Regions from separate parts of the Rattus norvegicus genome. Here region 1 is linked to region 2. A link is a contact called in public Hi-C data. All regions are on one chromosome and are shown on one strand. The core of a region is the stretch at or near the end of the contact, and the rest is flanking DNA. Distances in the headings are between cores, read along the strand shown. Region 1 holds the start of Lamc1 (laminin subunit gamma 1). Region 2 overlaps Lamc1 (laminin subunit gamma 1).

What was found. A called contact is a pair of places that touch in the nucleus more often than the background predicts.
Region 1: a contact with region 2 is called in a Hi-C map of kidney, with 2.3 times the contacts expected there. The contact joins the promoter of Lamc1 here to the enhancer-like site in region 2. A contact is called at or near these places in 2 of 12 Hi-C or Micro-C datasets (kidney and mammary epithelial cells).

Annotation. Positions count from the first base shown.
Region 1 is chr13:68,050,565-68,053,264 of GRCr8, reverse strand. It overlaps Lamc1 (laminin subunit gamma 1), which reads left to right and starts at 1,279. Exons shown (of 28, transcript NM_053966.3): 1 at 1,279-1,937. The coding sequence starts at 1,526. It also overlaps the pseudogene LOC134481569.
Region 2 is chr13:67,959,074-67,961,773 of GRCr8, reverse strand. Lamc1 (laminin subunit gamma 1) reads left to right here. Exons shown (of 28, transcript NM_053966.3): 5 at 1,023-1,211; 6 at 2,034-2,151; 7 at 2,530-2,628. Among named protein-coding and RNA genes, the nearest start is that of Lamc2, 66 kb to the right of the region's middle. Within about 2 kb of position 1,358, at least 1 of the 93 cell types and tissues checked has an H3K27ac peak or open chromatin away from gene starts, as enhancers often do. A contact at or near this core is called in kidney, where this site is marked.

The DNA.
Region 1 (2,700 bases), core at 30-2,529, 92 kb before region 2:
CATTGGTTGGGATTAGCGCACTTGTGTCATGTGGGCTCTCAGCTGGTTCATTTTTACAGCACCCTCCCTTCCCCTGTCCGCCGGTCCTATCAGCACCGCAGGTAGTTCTGATCTGGGACTAAATAAAACTCATGATCTTTTTGGCTCGGGCTCTGGGAACTGAGTCATTCTGGCACTGACAATATTCTATGACTCAGCAGGTCCGAAGAGGAGGATGTAAGAATCCAGATCATTTCGAGTTTTTTAAGGGAAACTGGGAAACACAAACAACACAATGGAAGAATTTCAAAGAGGGTCTGCGTATCCGGGGGGAAATGTCATTCCATTCCCAGCCTTCTCACTTCCTTCCCTGCCGGGGTAAATGACAGTCAGACTTTAATTTAGGGTAAGGAAATCACAAAATTGACTCTGCAGCTGAGATCCAGCCCTGTGTTCCAGAGGGATCCAGTCGCTTGGACACCTCGGAATCTCTCCCCTCAGCGTGGGTAGGGCTTGGCCCGCGATACAGAAAGCATGCCAGGGACGGCTGGGGAGGGCGAGGTCACGCAGACCACTGCGTGGTTGCGGTGTCGTTCAGGCCTCAGCGTCAGGTAGTGGCTGGGCTATACCGTTAAGGACTGACATCTGGTTGGGCCAGAGTCCAAGTCCTCATGAAGTCAAAAGACAGATTCCGAGCCACCTCACCGACCTGCGGTCGCCCTTTAAGAACCTTCCCTTAGTCCTCATACCTTCCAGGGCAAGATCCTCTCAGGACCACGACCTGGATGAGGGTTCCCAACAGAGCGCTGGATCTCCACTGAAGCCCCTGCCCTCCCAGCATGCACCGCCCCGCACCCCACACCCCACGCCCCGCCCTCCTTCCTTCACTCATGCTCCCTCTCCGCCCACCTTGGGCCCCTCCCTCTTACCCCCTGGCCCAGCCCACCTCTAGTCACGCCTATCCAGAAGTCCTCCTACTTGACCCCTTGCCTCTTCCATCTCGCGCCCTCCTCCCTTTTGCTGAGGGTCCCGCCCCGCCCTCATACTCCACCGCCCCGCCCACCTCGCGCCCTTCCCTCTTGCTCCCATTCCGCCCATCTCGCTTCTCTGGCCCACCGCCCTCCAGGGCTGGAGAGCCAGTGGTTGCTCCTGCCGCCGCCGGGAGTCGCTGGGGAGGACGCGTAGGGCGGGGAGCAGCTCCTGGCCCGCGTGAACTGCTGAGGAGGCCGGTCTTGGGTTTTCTCCACCGCCAGATCCCACCCCACCGGGCAGACCCCACCCCCTGCTCCTTCCTCCTGGGGCGCGCTCTCGAGTGCGCGCTCGGAAGTCGGGGGTCGGCGCAGAGTGCAGGCTGCGCACCGGGAGGCAGCGGAGGCAGCGCGATCTTCGCTTGGACGCCCACCCATCGGCTCTGCGTCCGGCTCTCGGCCTCCAGCCCGGTTCACAGCCCGGCCTCGGCCCGCAGCGGAGGATCGGCCTCGGGGCACGCCGCTAGGCGAGTGCAGCGCGGCACCCTAGCCTTTACCGAGGGCCGGCGCACGGCGGGATGACGGGCGGCAGGCGGGCCGCTCTGGCCCTGCAGCTCCAGCGGCGGCTGTGGCTGCTGCTGGCTGTGCTGGCGGCCGTGGCGTGCTGGGTCCGGGCGGCCATGGACGAGTGCGCGGATGAGGGCGGCCGGCCGCAGCGCTGCATGCCGGAGTTTGTTAATGCCGCCTTCAATGTGACCGTGGTGGCTACCAACACGTGTGGGACTCCACCCGAGGAGTACTGCGTGCAGACTGGAGTGACCGGAGTCACCAAGTCCTGTCACCTGTGCGACGCCGGCCAGCTCCACCTGCAACACGGGGCAGCCTTCTTGACCGACTACAACAACCAGGCCGACACCACCTGGTGGCAAAGCCAGACTATGCTGGCCGGGGTGCAGTACCCCAACTCCATCAACCTCACGCTGCACCTGGGTAAGCGATGACAGCCCTGTCCCCACTACTCGCTCACGGTCCAGCTCCGGGGCTGCCTCCATGGAGCCGCAGGTCCGACCTGAGGGGCCTGTCCAGCCGCGTGCTGACGGTCTGTTCTCCAGCGTGGGCCACACACAGAAATTCCTTTCTCCAACTTCTAAAATTCATCTCGCTTTGAACATCCGGTGAGGGCCACCATGTCCCACGCTAGCTAGCATCTCTCTTTTTCCCTCACTCTTTCTAACCCAACCGGATTCTTGTTCCGTTGATTCTTTTTCTATTTCAGCAGTTAGGATTTTGGACCAGCACCCCCACCCACTTTTCCCCCCCTGAGGCGCTAGGGAAACACTCATCCTGGTAGGACCGGACTATCTCATAGAATGCTTGTATTAGAGTCTTGAAGGTCCACCTTCAAATACTTGTCTTTAAAATGTTTAGTTGTCTGTCTCCAGGGTTGAGAATGATTGCTCTTAGTTCTGATAAAGGAATTTGAGGGGAGCAAATGCCTTTACTGCCAGTATTTCTATGTGTAATTAAAACAGAAGTTCACTTTTCAAGTTACTGTTCTCCAGAGCCGTTCAGCTTTAATTAAGAGCTGTTTCACTGCTAATCCTGGTGGGGAGAAAAACAAAAAGGCCATGAAGACACTCACTGTAATTGCGGGCAGTTTTGTTCCGGTGTAAAGAGGCTCAAAGGCTCTCCTGGATGTCTTCCCTTTTGCTTTGATCCGAAGCAAGTGTGGAAACCTGCATGCTTTAGAATT
Region 2 (2,700 bases), core at 109-2,608:
AAGTCTCAAGTTCCCTGGTCTGGAGAGAGTAATCTGGTCCCCTGGAAGCTGGAGTCTTAATATGTTTGAATTGTTGATGCAAAATATTCACAGAAAAGATGCATGATAAATTACACCTTGTTTTTGCTGTTAGAGCAGAGGATAAAGAGTTAGAAAAATGGGTGTGGTGATACACACTGCTATCCCTGGGGTGCACTAGGGAGGCAGAGGCAGGCAGATACATGACTTCAAGGCCAGGTCTAAATAGTGAGTTCCAGACCAGGCCACACTGCATAGTGAAATCCTGTCTCAAAAAACAGTTAGAAAAATGATCATTTGACTTGGCCCTTATGTATGAACAGCCATTGGGAGACAGATTCTTTTCTGAGTATAGGAGTTCTTATATATCCTTTTTCTGTAAGGATGGATAGTTCTTAGTAAAGTGATGGATGATCAGGCTTCTAAATTTGTTGACATAATTTTTTTTTTTTAATAAACAATGTACCCGGTAGTCATTTTTACTTTATACCACCTGTCACAGAGATATAGAAAATTGAGGTTTGGTTTTCTTGGGAGTCTTTTAAAATGCTTTCTTTTTTTTTTTTTTTAAGATTTATTTATTATATATAAGTACACTGTAACTGTCTTCGGACACACCAGAAGAGGGCATCAGATTTCATTACAGATGGTTGTGAGCCACCATGTGGTTGCTGGGATTTGAACTCAGGACCTCTGGAAGAGCAGTCAGTGCTCTTAACCACTGAGCCATCTCTCCAGCCCTTAAAATGCTTTCTTAAAGATATATAGAATAGGTTTGGAGGCTACAGTGATGACCCAGAGGTTAAGAACACTTACTTGTCTTCCAGAGTTTATTTCCTAATAAAGCACCCATGTTGGGAGCCTCACCGTTGCCTCTGACTCCAGCTCCGGGGGATCTGACACCCTCTGCAGGCGTCCCCACCCGCGTGGCCTTCACTCACGCAGATACACACATACCCGTTCTTTTTAAAGGTACACTTATCTAACCTAACCTGTCTATTTAGCTTGCGACTGCAATGGCCGATCCCAAGAATGCTACTTTGACCCTGAGCTATACCGTTCCACTGGGCACGGTGGCCACTGTACCAACTGCCGGGATAACACAGACGGTGCCAAGTGCGAGAGGTGCCGGGAGAACTTCTTCCGCCTGGGGAACACTGAAGCCTGCTCTCCGTGCCACTGCAGCCCCGTTGGTGAGTGACATCCATCCTATGGGGTGGCAACTCAGAAAAGACAGCTTTGCTTTCTGGGCGTGTGCACAGTGTGGCAGTGTGCGTGCTGCTGTAGCTTATGACTGTCTCGTCCTCCTCTTTCATGCTAACCAGGTTGACCTCTCAGATGACTTTCTAGTGTGTATAAGAGAGGTAGTGGCTCTGTAAATAATTGGCAGCTGGGTCGTAGAGACTGAACTTTGACTGTGAAAGGCTTTTCCTTGTTAATGATTTTGTTTAGTCTGATGTCCCTAGAGAGCACGTTAGTGTGTGTGTAGAGATGTATGCATTCAGTCTCTTGTAATTTTGGGGGGGGTGTGTGGGAGCTGGGCTACTGTTTTGTTGTTTATGCTTAAATTCTAGACGGGAGCCTTAAGGAACGTTTGATTGCTAGAGATGTGTGTGCCTGAAATGCAAAACTGTTATGGCTTTCTTTTTTGTTGTTGTTTTTAAAGATTTATTTATTTAATGGACGTGAGCACACCGTAGCTGTCTTCAGACACACCAGAAGAGGGCATCAGATCCCATTACAGATGGTTGTGAGCCACCATGTGGTTGCTGGGAATTTGAACTCAGGACCTCTGGAAGAGCAGTCAGTGCTCTTAATCACTGAGCCACCGCTCCAGCCCCTGTTATGGTTTAGAAAGCTGTGATTTACAAAGAGTTATCGTTTGGAAATCGGTCCTTGTTTTCTCTGATCAGGCACTGCTTTTGGCTCCTGGCTGGGTTTGCTTTGACATTGATTGGTTTTTCTTTCCTCATCTGCCCAGGCTTGAGGTTGAACATGAACTCATTACATTTTAGGTTCTCTCAGCACGCAGTGTGACAGTTACGGCAGGTGCAGCTGTAAGCCCGGAGTGATGGGTGACAAGTGTGACCGTTGCCAGCCTGGGTTCCATTCCCTCACCGAGGCAGGATGCAGGTAAATGCTTTCAGAATCAGAGACTGGTCCTGAATCTGCACGGGGAAGCAGTAGCTATAGTGGGAGCCCTTTCCCAGAAGTAATGGCCCACAAGCCTCCAGACTAGACGTGATGACGCCCCTGGGGTTTTAGAGAGTACAAAAACATGGTGTTTTTTAGTAGTTTTAAGTTATTGTGCACAGGATTAGGTTTCATCACGGGTGATGAGTATTCTTGACCGAAACCAAATCCAAATATAAAAACAACACAAGTTCCCTCTGTCCTTCAGAGATGCACCACGTGTAGAATCTGCTGTTGTGTAAAACAAGTCAACTTTAAGAGTGGGGTTTCTTTCCTGTCTGTTCTTTTTATTTCATTCCGTCCCCCTCGATCAAACAGGCCATGCTCCTGCGACCCTTCTGGCAGCACCGACGAATGTAATGTTGAAACAGGAAGATGCGTTTGCAAAGACAACGTCGAAGGCTTCAGCTGTGAGAGGTAGCTCCCGCTTCCTCCAGCTCCGTGTCTTCCTTGGGGTCAGATTTCCCGAGAAAGCAATGGCTGATCGAG